Regions from separate parts of the Sus scrofa genome. Here region 2 is linked to region 1. Evidence: chromatin contacts called from public HiChIP or PLAC-seq data. All regions are on one chromosome and are shown on one strand. The core of a region is the stretch at or near the end of the contact, and the rest is flanking DNA. Distances in the headings are between cores, read along the strand shown. Region 1 overlaps LOC110257431 (a long non-coding RNA gene). Region 2 overlaps LOC110257431 (a long non-coding RNA gene).

Evidence for each region. HiChIP or PLAC-seq counts read pairs in DNA pulled down with a chosen protein or histone mark.
Region 2: an H3K27ac HiChIP or PLAC-seq map of alveolar macrophages shows a contact between it and region 1. The contact joins two enhancer-like sites. A contact is called at or near these places in 2 of 2 datasets of contacts at active chromatin or transcription factors (alveolar macrophages and skeletal muscle).

What each region holds. Positions count from the first base shown.
Region 1 is chr17:51,903,459-51,910,214 of Sscrofa11.1, forward strand. All of the region lies in intron 1 of LOC110257431 (a long non-coding RNA gene), which reads left to right. Among named protein-coding and RNA genes, the nearest start is that of PTPN1, 110 kb to the right of the region's middle. Within about 2 kb of position 2,558, at least 44 of the 83 cell types and tissues checked have an H3K27ac peak or open chromatin away from gene starts, as enhancers often do. A contact at or near this core is called in alveolar macrophages, where this site is marked.
Region 2 is chr17:51,775,197-51,782,442 of Sscrofa11.1, forward strand. LOC110257431 (a long non-coding RNA gene) reads left to right here. Exons shown (of 2, transcript XR_002340007.1): 1 at 1-1,275. Among named protein-coding and RNA genes, the nearest start is that of CEBPB, 56 kb to the left of the region's middle. Within about 2 kb of position 1,750, at least 7 of the 83 cell types and tissues checked have an H3K27ac peak or open chromatin away from gene starts, as enhancers often do. A contact at or near this core is called in alveolar macrophages, where this site is marked.

The DNA.
Region 1 (6,756 bases), core at 1,308-3,807:
GTCCTTACTCTCAGGGATGGAAGAAGGTGCCCACAACCTCGGACACTAATTCAGAGAGCCCTTCCTGTGGACTCTGGCTCCAGCCTGGGTTACGGTGCCCCTGCAGGTGGAGGGGCAGCCAGCGCAGCCTCAGCAGACCTGGGCCATGGAGCTGCCACACATGTCTTGGCCCCCATGCCTGGGACAGATCGCTTCCTTCCTCTGTTCTAGGTGCCAGGCAGGCCCAGAAACCACCTGATGTCAGTGGGCCAGCCCGCCCTCTGATGGGGAGGAAGTGGGCGGGTGCCCTGGGCACCGATGAGCAGGGCAGGTGTGCCCTGAGGCGGCACAGTCAGAGCTGATGTGGGCATCATGCACCCGCTGCTTACGGAGATGGCTCTGGCCCGACTTGCTCACGCTGAGTGGCTTCAGGGTTGCCCGGGGTCAGCATGGAGAGATCCAGGTGGGACCATGGTCAGGGCACATGGTCTGCCCCTGGTCCTCAAAGCACAGCCAAGGACTGGCTTCCCAGGGCCTCAGCCTGCAGGAAGGGCCGGCAGTGTTTGTCCCAGGAGGTGTGGTTGAGGATATCCGGGGGACTCTACTGTATTCATGTCTAAGAGGTGTCTGCGAAAGGATGTGTCAGCATGTGAAAGCATGGCTTTAAGAAGGTGAATGAGTGTGCATATATGCGCATGTGTGTGTGATTGTGTGTGTGCCTGTGAGTGGGTAGGTATCTGTGTGCTGTGTGTGAGGTTGCCAGCCACTCTATGGCTGAGTGTGCAAACATGCTCTGGCACATGAGCATGTGTCTGGGTGTGTGAATGACACAACGAGTTTGTGTGCGTTTAATTGTTTGCGTGTGTGAGTGTGTGTCCTTCGGTCTGGATCTCAAGGTCAGGGTCTGTCTGAGTGTGTGCGTGAGAGCATGTGTATCCCCGATTGTGTGAGTGTGTGCGTGCGCAGTCACGCTATTGTGAAAAGTTCTGCGAGGAACCCCTTTTGCATATGGAGCTTGTTCATGGATGGGTGGGGTCAGCGGTCGATGCATTTAGAATCTTGACTTTGAAGTAGCCAAGGAGCTCCTGGGGAGGAGGGAGGAGGTGTGATCTTCACACTGAGCACTGACTGATCAGAACAGGTGCCAGCTGTTAATTCCTGTTAATTCCCAGCCAAACGGGTCTTAGGGACCCCAACTTCTGATTCCATCAGTAGCATCCAGGACAGGTATTCTGAGGCAGCCCCCCAACCAAACCAGCAAATGGTCAGCCTCTTTATCAGTCAGTAATAATTGCAAACATTTACTCATTCATTCATCCACCAGTACTTCCTGTGCACCTACAGTGTTCTAGGCGCAGTTCCCAACACTGGGATGCAACCAAAAAATAAGATGGACAACCAAACAGTAAGGCGGACAAAAATCCCTTTGCTGGTGGCTCTAACATACCAGTGCGGCCAAGCAGGCAATAAAAAATGAACAGCAGATGGAGAGGGTTAATTAGTGGTAGGTTTGTAGAGAAAAACAAAGTAGGAGAGGTAGTTAGAGAACAACAGATGGGTTTGCTGCTTTAAAAAGCTTGGTCAGCTAAGACTTCAATGGGAAGGTGATGTTTGAGTGAAGACCTGAAGGAGATAAGGGCTGAGCCAGGAGGCTGTCTAGGGGAAGAGCATTCCAGGCAGAGGGCACAGCAAGTGCAAATGCCCGGGGGTGAGTGCATACTTGGCTGTTTCAAGAAACAGAAAAAGTGCCAATGCGGATTTAATGTGTGTGTGCATGTGTGTGATTGATGACAAAAGCAAAGAGTGCTCACGAAAAGGTGGAACAATAGAGAATGAATAAAGAAAAAAACTGAAAATCCACAGTAACGAGTGGGGGGAGGGAGACACGGAATAAGTGTCAGGGAGTCTGCTGGACAGTTCATGCGATAATCAAAGCGATTTTCCGTTTTGACAAGGTAGCATCAAAAGAGTGCAGCTGCACCCCAGTCCCTCAACGGCAGCAAAATGCCATCCTTCTGGCTCTCACCCCAGCCCTGAGCCCAGCCAGCACCTAGTAGGTGTTTGCTGAAGGGAGCCCCTGCCTTCTGTGTCCTCCCAGTTCCCTAAGGCCTGAGGGGGAGAGGACAGGGGGTGTAAACCCCCAGTGTGGAAACGCAGCCCCCAGTCCCTGCAGGCTGCCTGCCCGGCCCCCAGTGGCCCCAGCATGACAGCGTCACCTCTCCCTCCTCCTGCTTTTATGAGCTGCGAAGGAGGCTTGTCCCACATTGCACAATTGCCCCTTAATTGCTATTTCCTCTCAGTTATGAATTATGTCATGGATACGGCCGCTCACGTTATTAAACTTCCACGGAGGCCTTATCGTCTGGACTCCGGCCAGCAGCCTGGCCTGACCTACTTTCCCACCGGATTTCAAAACCTCCTCCCTCATCCTCTTGCTGGACTTTTCCTAAGGAGAGTTCACTGTGCCCAAAAACTCGCCTCTAAAAATAAAAACTAGAACGAGGGGGGCGGGGCACAGCTGGGCTCACGAACGCCTGAGGCTGACAGCAGCGCCCCTCCTCCCGAGACTGCGGCCAAGCTCCTCCCCACCTAGAAGTTTCCTCAGGCAGCCTGTCCTTGGGACGCGGGCTTCCTGTCAAGACACGCTGTGACACAAACCGCCGTCCAGGGTGCCCTGGCCCTTGCGTCTCAGTCCTGGAAGGAAGGACTGACTTTGGAGGCTGGCAGACCTGGGTTTGAATCCTGACTCAGACCCGTTCATTCGTGCATTCACCCCACGGATATTTATTACCTTAGAAACTGAATGCTGGCCACGTGCTGGGTGCTGGGGGCACCTCAGAGTCTGTGTTGGCTAATATTAGAGAATGAGTCCCTGCGCGCACAGAGCTTACAATCTAGTGGGCAGAGAGAGGCACCAAATGGATAACTGTGTGAAGAGAACAATGAAAATAAATGAAAATAAAACAGGGTGATGGGCTAGGTGGTGATGGGAACAGCCTTAGCTAAGATGGATGGGGGGGTGGTGTCTCTGAGGAGAGGGTTATTTAAGCCAAGACCCCAGTGGTAAGAAGAACCAAGTCTGGGAACCAGCGCCAGACGAGGGTGAGGTCAGCAAGTGACCCAGGCCTCAAAATGTGTGTGTGGGGGGGGGTGCTTGGCCTCAGGCTCGTTCAGGGTCAGGTTGGCACCTCAGAGTGAGTGCCTCCTCACCATTTTCGCCCTGGGCATCTCCCTCACCTCAACCTAGTCCTAGACCTGCTGGGAAGGAAAAGACTCCAAGTAGAGGAGCAAGTGCAAAGGCCCTGAGGTTGGGAGTGAGCCGGGTGTGATGGGGCAGAGAGAGCTGAGGAAGAGTGGGCGAGACAGATGAAGTTAGAGAGGAGGGGTGAAGGGGAGGTCACGGAGGGCCTGGAGGGCTGTGTGCTGAGGATTCAGTGAGAGACAGGCTTATATTTTGAAGGTAGAGCCAACTGTACTTGAACTGATAATTACAGGGGAGGTGGGGCAGAACCAGGATCAACTCTTGGGCTGGATGATGAGTGGTGGCTCCTTGACTGACCTAGAGGAGACTGGCAAGTGCTCCGTCTCCCCAAGTCTCTTTGCCTTCACCTGAGATGTAGGGCTATTAATACCAACCTCCCCAGACACTGGATCACACTCTTAGCTCAGAGCCTGGCACATAGTAAATGCTCTTTCGATGGCCCAGCCAGGCTTAGGGACTTACCTAGAGTCACCCGGCAGGTTAATGACACAGCCCAAACCAGAACCCAGACCCTCCTCTCCAGGACGTGTCGCAGCAGGCAGGGCTGGGCTTTGGCATACGACTCTCCAGATATGCAGCCTCCCAGCCAAACAGGCCTCGGCAGCCGAGACCGAATTTTTTTTCTTTCTCAATTGTGCTTATGCATGAGGTTGTTTATCTAACTTGGCTGAAGTTTGAGGCCTGGGCCTGTAAACATATCCTTTTAATTATTCCACAAATGGAACATGTTCATGGAATAAAAATTGAAAAATGCAAATAAGCAAAAAAATGAATAAATAAAGCAAAAAAGAAAAAAAAAAGCAGAGAGAGAGAGAAAGAATAAATCAAGCATCTAAATTAGCACATGTGGGAGTTCCCATTGTGGCTCAGTGGGTTAAGGACCCAACGTCATCTCTCCGAGGATGTGGGTTCGATCCCTGGCCTCACTGAGTGGGTTAAGGATCTGGTATTGCCGTTGACTGTGGCATACACCTGTACCTGCAGCTCCAGTTGGACCCTTGGCCTGGGAACTTCCATATGCCGTGGGTGTAGCTGTAAAAAGAAAAAAAAAATTAGCACATGTGCACCAAGATATACATAAGGAATTAAAGACCTTCATTTCAGGATTCTTTGATGGAGAAAAAGATTGGAAGCGACCTGAGTATCCAAGAATAGGAAGCTTTTATTTTAGCATCTCATTTTCTTTTTTTTTTTTTTTCTCTTCTCTCTTTTTTATTATAGTTGATTTTCAATATCATGTTAGTTTCAGGTATACAACATAGCGGTTTGATATTTTTATACATTATACTCCATTTAAAGTTGTTATAGACTGTTGGCTATATTCCCTGTGCTGTACAACACATCCTTGGATCTTATATTCTATACATAGTAGTTTGCGCTTCCTGATCAAGAGAAGGAGCCATTGTATCCAAATAAATAGTATTCTAATCTCATGTGGCTGTGGAAGTGAATGAAGCAAAATTCTGAGTACTGATTTGGAAGAACTACCAAGATGTAACGTTAACTGGGAAAAACAAAATGCAAAACAGTGATTATAGGAAGCTGTAATGTGTGTGTGTGTGTGTTGTAAGGCAAGTGGGTGCAGTGCATGTACCATAAATGTACAGACCGTGAGATGCACAGACCATCTCTGGGAGAGACAAGGCCCTGGATTTTTGGGGAGGAATGGCACGTCCCTGGGAGGGAGGTGACTTTCCAATCCTTTGGCACTTTCTAAGCTTTTGTTTTTGGTTTTGATTTGCTGTGTGCATGCCTGTCTTCTGTGAAACATTTGAGCAATGTTTGAAAGATCAGAGACTCCCCTCTTGTACTCAGAGATTTTCCCAAAGGCCTTGGGTTAATCTAGGCTGGTGTTTCCTAAAAGCCTCCTGCAAGCTCAGGATTGCAGTGAGGTGCCAGTGGGTCGTGGGGCCTGGGGAGGAGGCTGCAGGCCTCCTGACCCTCCTCACTCCGAGCAGTTTCTCTTTTATCTTTTTCATAGGTTGGACAAGTAAAAGTTCAGTTGTAAAAGGGTTTTGCCTACGTTGAAACGAAATATTTGAAAAGCTTTGATCTTGAGTAATCTCGTTCTACTGATGAGAAGACAGGGGCCCAGAAGGGAGAGGGAAAAAAAAAAATGATTCCAGAGTCAGGAGGACCTAGCCCTGGCTGAGGGCCTGAGGTGGTAAATTTGCTTCCTTGAACATTAGTTTCCTCCTTCAAAAACAAGTAAACAAATGACTCGATTAGTAAGAACTCTTCACAGTTATTTAAAATGGAAATAAACCCTGAGTCCTGGAGTTCCCGTTGTAGCTCAGCAGGCTAAGAACCCAACATTGTCTCTGTGAGGATGCTGGTTCCATCCCTGGCCTCGCCCAGTGGGTCAAGGCTCTGCAGCTCAAGTCACAGAGGCAGCTCAGATCTGGCATTGCCATGGCTGTGGCATAGGCCTCAGCTGCAGCTCCAGTTTGACCCCTAGCCTGGGAACTTCCATATGCTATAGATGTGGCTGTAAAAAGAAAGCAAAACAAACCTGAGTCTTTAGTCCTTTTGGTCCTGGCAGAAAGAGGCACAGGAAATCAGACTGCCTCTCTTTCACCATCTGATTTTCCAGGAAGAGTGAGAGTACCCCCTGCCCTCCCCTCCACCTCCATTTCACTCAAGTCCAAAATCAAGCATACCTCATTTTATCAGAAGTCAACTCACCGTAAAACTCAGGATTCATTCAACTGTGAGAGTAGAAAACCCAATACAAATGGCTTAATTCTTAAGAAAATGTACCTTCTCATACACCCAGAAATCCAGAGGCAGTGGGGTGGATCTGTCAGGCATGCATTCAGCTGCAAGTAACACAAAACCCAACTGTTGGTAAGTTTCTATTATCTCCTGTTACTAAATCCAGGGGCAGGCATCTTGGACTGGTAGGATAGCTCAGTGATGCCACCAGGGGCTCAGCTTCTTTCCCATTTTTTTTTTTTTTTTTGCTTGGCCATCTTGAATATGTGGCTTTTGTCCTTATGGTTGGTCGTGGTTGCAAGATGTCCATTCCATCTGCAGCTCATATCCACATTACAGGCAGGAGGAAGGAGCCAGGGCTGAACAGAATGCCCACCATTTTTTTCCTCTTTTCAAAAAGCTTTCCCAGGGAGCACACTTGGAAAATTTTGCTTAATTTTCATTGCTCATACCTGGATCACACAGCCACTCCTAGGTATGAGGGAGTGTAGGAGAGTGGGTGGTTTCAGCTGGCCTACTGCCACCCCAATAAAGTCAGGGTTCTGTGGAAAGGAGAAAGGAAGAATATTGGGTATTGGGCAGACTGAGCAGTATCTGCCACAGGTTATTCAAGGGATGTTAATACAAAGAGGCGAAGACATTATCCAGGACATGTATTTTTTCTCTTTTTCTACTCTGGCTTCAGCAGTGTGTGGGCTTCTGTCCTGAGGCTTGATTTATCTCCTCAGGCTGGGAGGATGACCCCTTCCTTGAGTACACAGGCTGATGCCCTCCCAGCATAATAATAATAAAAGAAGGTT
Region 2 (7,246 bases), core at 500-2,999, 130 kb before region 1:
GGCTTTGAGGTTTTGGTTTCCCCAGGCCTCAGGGCTCTGTTTCAGGAGTCGCACCTTGGCCCAGCTCCCTGCAGAGTTCCCAGGAGGTAAGAATATTAGCAGACCCTGGCCCCAGAGAAATAGGTGGGCCCTAGGTCTGGGGCTTTTTAAATTCCACTGACCCTACGATGTGGGGATTCGTCACCCCATTTTGCAGATGAGAAAATGGAGGTTCACAAAGGGCAAAGAGTTGTCCAAGGCCACACAGCAAATAAAGGCAGAGCCAGGACATGACTGCAGCCCCAAGTTTTGACTCAACCATCCACACACTCCTGCCCCCATTCAAGAGGATTCTCCAGTCTGCCCCTTGGCAGGGGCTTGATCTCTGTCTTACCTGGTCTTCAGGAAAGGGACAATGATCCCATTGCCCTGGGGAGCTTGAATGCTGTGCTCATGGCCTCAGGATCAAGGGGGACCTATGGATGGCCTGGGTGCTCCCCCACCCCCAGAATCAAGACACAGGTCCCACGTTTCCTCTTGCTTCTCTCAGAAGCGAGAGAATAATAGTTGGTTCAAATGTCAGGCCAGCTCTGCTGCCTGTGGGGAGACTGGTTGAGCAGGTCTGGGGGAGGGGGGGATGGAGGGAGGAAATTATTAATAATTGCGAAGCAACTAGCCCTGCTGCAGGCCTTGAGATGTGTCTTTGTGTGTCTTTGCAGGTGTGGGGTTGGGAATGCTAATCCTAGGGACCCCATCCTGGAGCGGGGGCTCAGCCTAGGGATCCGCTGCAGCCTCCAGGGGCCTGTAGTGGGGTGGGGGTGAGGGGATGGGAGGCACAGAGTTAGCCTCTCCGTACACCTTGGCCTCCCTGCCTCCCATCAACCCAGGTTAGGAGGGATCTGCCAACATCAAGAGGAGAAGGGAAAGGGCCTACTCTTGTCTTTGGGAGGCATCTCACTACGTGCTGTATTTAATTCAGATGCTGTTTTTTTTTTTTTTTTTTTTATCTGTAGTCGACAGTTGGGGAAACTGAGGCACAGGGGTTTTAAGTGGGACTTGAACTCAGGGTGCTGACCGCAGCTTGACTGCTCTTGCTGTCCTCTCTGCTGGGGGTGGAGGGATCCCCCTCCCTGGAAAAGGCCCTTACCCACTCCCTCAACATCAGCACAATCCCCGATGCCACACCCTAGAGGATGGGAGTTGGTCTGAAGCTTCTCAGGACCTCAGTCTTCTCATCTACAGAATGGGCAGCAGAGTAACTTCCTCCAGGGTCAGGGCAGCCGACAAGGGGAGGAGGTAAGGAGATAGCTTGTCTTTCCTCTCTTCTCCAGCACCCACTGCAAGGCCTGTCCGACCGCCACCACCACAGGCATCTTTCCACTAAGACATCCTTAACCTCTAGGGTGCCTAGCAGAGCTGGTTCCCTTGCTGGGCTTTGGAAAATTCATTCTGAAATGTGAGTGCTCACTTTACATTTTAGTAGGAAAATGGCTTGAATGGTGGGTACTTGAGGCAGAGTTTCGGGGAATGGACAGTGGGAATTCTGGGAGCGGAAAGTGAGCCTCTGGACCTGGGGCTAGCTGCCACCTATGGCAGAGGCACGCCCGGATGGCGTGCCACCGAGCCCCAGGATGGGCTGTGTCTGTGGGGGACCTCCGGGGCGTCCCCCTCCCAGGTCTGCCCGATGGGCCGATAAAACCCAGCCTCGGAGGAGGCTTAATTACAGGCCTTGGTGGTGGCGGGCAGGCGAGTCATGAGGTGGGGGTGACTCAGAGGATTGCTCCATGAGCAGGGTGGAGGTGGGGGCCTCCTGTCTGCCCCTCACCAGGCTGGCCTGTGGAGGGCCTGGGCACCCCAGGGAGGCCCCACAGGGCCACTGAGTGTGACCGGGCCAGGGTCTCACCCCTGGTCCTGTGACCCAGGCCCCTGTGCCACTTGGCAACTTTGGGGCTTGGCATTGTGTTGGGAGCTGGGACTGGCTGGGTTTTCCCCTTGCTCAGTCCCGGGCATCGGCTTCTGGGAAGTGGGAATCTGGGCTCAGAAGCACCAAACGCCTTGCTGATTTCCTGAACCCCAGGGGCAGGGCTCCGGGAATCCCAGATGAGTGAGAGGTAGAACCTCAAGCATGTGTGGACTCTGAGAACCAGCGGAGGGTGGTTTCTAGAACCAAATGTTTCCAGGCTGAAGGATTCACAGATTAGTGGATTGTAGCATTACAGATTTGTAACATCAGGTAATAGGTTACAATTGTTTCCAGAGAATTCATTCATTGAGCAAGAGAGTTTAAAAAATCACAGCAGCCGAAGAGTTTAGAGGGAAATCATCTGAATGTCTTTGACCGGCTCCCATATGGGTCAGAAAGAAAAAATAAGAGAATAAAAATATAGATGTTCATCTTGTTCTATCTAGCCAGAGGGGACACACACAAAGGGGAGAGTCAGTGACTGGTGCATTGAGGTGTTTGTTGTGCTGTTTTGTTTACTTTCTTTGAGTTTGGAATTTGTCAAAAATAAAAAGTTGGAAAAAGTAAAATAGAGAATGAGTAAAGTAAACATAAGCCGTAGCATATTAGATTACACAACTTGGTGATTTGCAGTATTACGACTTCCCAATCCATGCATCTATAATTCTCTTTATGCACTTATTATATTTTTTATTTACACATTTATGCAGAGCACCAACTGTGGGCCAGGATTTGTTCTAAGGGCCCCACAAATACTAACTCATTTAATTCTTACAACACCTCTGTGAGGTGAGTGTGGGTACGATGGTCATTTCACAGCTGAGGAAACCGAGGCACAGAGCAGGGACTGACTTGTTCGAATTGTGCCCAAGCACGTTGTTTGGTGTCTGCTGTGTGCCAGGTGCTGTGCTAGACTCTGGGACAGAGCAGCAAGCAGGACAGTCACTGTCCCTGCTCTGGGGGAACTTGGCAGGGGAGACAAATAATAAACAAACGAGCGAGACTGTCCTAAGTGCACGAAGGAAAATAAGCTGCTTTGATGGAGGGCACAGGGTGGGACCTCCTTCCCATCAAGGTAGCAGGAGGGCTCCTCTGAGGAGGTGGTATCTGAGCTGAGACCTAAGGGGAGAAAGGAGGCTCGCCAGGCAATATGCCTGCTGTCTGCACAGGCTGTGCCTTCTGCCTGGAGCACCCTTCTCTCTACTTCTCTGTGCCAAACTCCCACTCACTGTTCCAGGTCTGGCTGGGCAGGCATCTCCTCTGGGGGTGGGAGGTGGACTGGGAGACTTCCTTGACCCGAGGGGGAGCCTGTCCTCCAACTCCCCAACTGTCTCCTCTTTCCTCCCTGATCCCAGAGCAGACCTTGAATGCAGGGAGCCTCTATTTGAATCGGCAGCACCACCCACCTGCCAAAGATGGAGGTCCAGAGAGGTTAAGCGACTTGCTCAAGGACACACAGCCAGCAAGTGTTCAAGGAGGGATCGGCACTAGGGATTTACAGGCTGCCTTTTGGCTATTGTTTACTTGCCTTCCTCACTGCCCTCCTTAGGTCAGAACCCCAGAGGTTAGCTCTACCTTCAGGGAAAGGCAGGTGGGGACCTGAGCCCTGGACTCCCAGAAGGACCCTGTGTCCACTGCCACCCTCTGAGCCCCAGCGAACATCAGGAGCTCAGTTGGGGCAAGTCGCCCACATCACCTGCCCCTGGACTGGTCCACACTCTTTGCTCCCCAGGCCAGTTTCTGGCACTGACAAGCACAAGGCCAGGCCACCTGCACACCTGGCTCCCATCCTGGTCCCAGGGGCTCCACCAGGCGGTGGGGACAGGGAGATGCTTAGGAGGCTCTGCATCGGACAAAGGGTGCAAGTTTGTGGAGGGCGGGGCTCAGCTCCCCTATCCCAGTCTCTCTCACTGGGGAACCTAGTGGGGTGGATGGAGCCCGAGTGCTGACGGCCCCAGACTGAGTGCAGGGTCAGCTCTATCCTTTGAGGCTCTGAATCTCAAAAATCTTGTCCTTCTCATCTGCAAGATGGAAACCACCTGCCTCGGGATGAAATGATAGCATGGTGGCTCGGGGCTCCCAAAATGCAGACTCCACTGCTGGGGATTGCTATGATTCCAGTTTCATTCACACATTCATTTCATCAGTGTTTGCTGAGACCCTATCCTGTGTCAGCCCCTGGGCAGGAGGTTGGAGTCACATCACAAAACAGAAAAAATCCCTGCCTTTGCACGGTCAGTGCACAGGTAAACCAACAGCATCATTTCAGAACGTGGTAAAAGCTTGGGAGCAAATATCCCAGGGAGGAGTGATGGAGAGTGACCAGGGGCTTCTTTAAATAGGGTGACTGGAGAGCGCCTCCCTGAGAAGCAGCTGTGACCCGAGAGAGGGATGTTGATGATGAAAGGAACGGCAAAGGCAAAGGCCCTGAGGTCAGAACAAGCTGGGGGTTCGGAGAACAGAAGGGCAGCCACTGTGGCATGAACAGAGTGAGGGAGAGGATCGGAGAGACAGGAAGGAGGTGGGTCCTTCAGGGCATCGAAGGCGGGGTGAGAAATTTGAATTTCATTCCAACGGTGATTGTTATAAACAAAGACCCAAGTTATGAGTGACTACAATATGCAAAGTGCAAACTCATCGTGATTCACTTCCAGCCCAGAGCTTGAGCCCTTTGGATCTGGCGCCTTAGAGAAAAGCACCTGCGCACCCCTCCTCTGCAGCTTTTCTTTTTTAAAGAAATACAAAGGTAACAGGTCATTGCCACCTGTCAGATGGGATGCGAGTTTGTTAGTTGTGAACGTGGCCATAGTCTCTGGACTTTGGTGCTTATTGGGAGAGTGAAGTGGGCTGAGGAGAGGCAGTAATATCACCTGCCCTGATTTCAACAGTGCCGTGGCAAATGGGGAAGGCTTGGAAGATCAGCTGGTCCAACCCCCTGACTCCCAGATGAGGAACCTGAGGTCCAGACGAGGGGGAAGTGAGTGGCCAAAGGTGACACTGTGAGTCAGAGGCAGATGCAGGACTTGAACTCAGGCCCCCTGACTTTCAACCCAGACTTTCTGAGAAATGGGTGTCTTGCCATAGGCTTCCCCTTTGCTTTTTCCTCCCAGACAGTGTCAGCTGCTCTTGGGGCCAGGGAGCAGACTTGGAGCAGGGGGGCAGAGGTTTGGGGTCCACCCCTTCCTCAATGCACACTTTCTCATCAGCAGCACTACTAGTGTTTGAACCAGATCATTATCTGTCGTGGTGGATGTCCTGTGTGGCACCTTCAGACCACTTCTCAGATGAAAACAGAGCCACAGGGATGCCTCTCAAAGTCATAGAACTGGAAAAGGCGAAGGGAGAAAGCAGTTTAACTCCGAATTAGTAATGACTCCTGCCATTGGTATAACCCCCCAGTGGCAATTGCTGAATGTTGAGCGAAACACCAGGCAAACACCAGGATGAACTGACCGAAGAACTTCTCCAGTGTCAGGAGAATAGGTCCTTTGGCTCAAAGCACAATTTCCAAGCAGAAAGGGTTTCACGTAGAGATGAAAAGACCATGATCTGGAAGTGTGAGGCTGCAACTCAGAAGGGACAGTGAAACGAGAAAGTTTCTGAAAACCAAGGTACATCAGCTGGGTTTGGGGGAAAAAAATCATTCCATGACCTATAAGAGTATATAAGAAAGCATATTGGAAAAAGTATCTAGTTTTTAAAAATAGACTTTATTTTTTAGAGCAGCATCAGATTTATAGAAAAATGGGAAAGGTAGCACCCTGCACCCAGGTTCCCCTATGAGTAACACGTTAACATTGTCCTGGTACAGTTGTTACAGTTAATGCACCAGGGGTGATGGATTACTATTAACTAAAGTTCATAATTTATTCAGATTTTAAAAGTTTTTACCTAATATGTTTGTTTGTTTATTCCAAGATCCCATTTAAGATTCCATATCACCTTTGGTTGTCATGTCCTTTTAGGTTCCTCTTGGCTGTGACAGTTTCTCAGACTTTCCTTGCTTTTGGTGAACTTGACAGCTTTGAGGAGTACTGGTCAGGTTTTTCGTTGGCTGCTCTTCTTTTGAAAGAATTTTCTGATGTTTTCGTCTTGGTTGGGTGGGGGTTGTGGGTGATGAGGAGGAAGCTCTCAGAAGTAGAGTGCCATTTTTATCATGTTGCATCAAGAATACAGACTGTCAACAAGATTTTTCACTGTCGATGCTGACCTTGATCACCTGGCTCAGGCGGTGTTTGTCGGGTTTCTCCCCTGGGGAGTTCCTCTCCCCCCTCTTCCCTTATTGTCCTCTTTGGAAAAAAGTCACTCTGTGTAGCCCTCACCTAAAGAGGAGGCGGTTCTGCTGTGGTGTACAAATGACTTAGAGTTCTGCCCAGATTTGTCTGTTCTCCCTTATTGACTTATTGATCCAATCCTATCAGTATGGACTCATGGCTATTTTATTTACGCTTTGAGTTATAATTCAATATTAATTAATTTTGTTGTTCAAATTGTTGCAGCTTTGGCCACAGGAGCTCTTTGAGTTGGTTCCCTTGGCCCCGATGTACCACCATCAATGTAGGTTTTTTTTTTTTTTTTTCTTTCTTTGAGCACTTACTTACTTCTAGTGCTACAAGATGCTTCAGGCTCGTCTTGTATATTTCTTACCCCAGTCTTAGAATCAGCGGTTTCACCATGGAGCCCTGATTCCTTTATTTGGAGAGTGGTGTTAGAAACCAATATCTGGGTGCCAGTGTGCCTATTGCTAGTGGGGTGGCATTCCTTTTAGGCCTTCTCAGCTGACAGAAAAAAGAAATATAGAAGTTCCTTCTATGGTACAGTGGGTTAAGGATACAGTGTTGCCTCTGCAGTGGAGTGGGGTTTTTTTTTTTAGGGCTGCACTTGCGGCATATGAAGGTTCCCAGGCTAGGGGTCTAGTTGGAGCTGTTGCCTCCAGCCTATGCCAGGGCCACAGCAATGCCAGATCGGAGCCACATCTGTGACCTACACCACAGCTCATGGCAACACCAGATCCTTAACCCACTGAGCGAGGCCAGGGATTGAACCTGCAACCTCATGGTTCCTAGTCAGATTCATTTCCACTGCACCATGATGGGAACTTCTATATATATGTGTGTGTGTGTATGTCTATTTACTTATATATAAATACATATGCAGATATCTATAAATATTACCATATGTAGCCATCTATATTTTCATTTCACTAAACATGAATTCATGCTGCTATCTCCAGAATCTATTGTTTTTAATGAGGTTTGAAATAGTGGTGTGTCACTCTATTGATAACCATAATTATCACTGCTA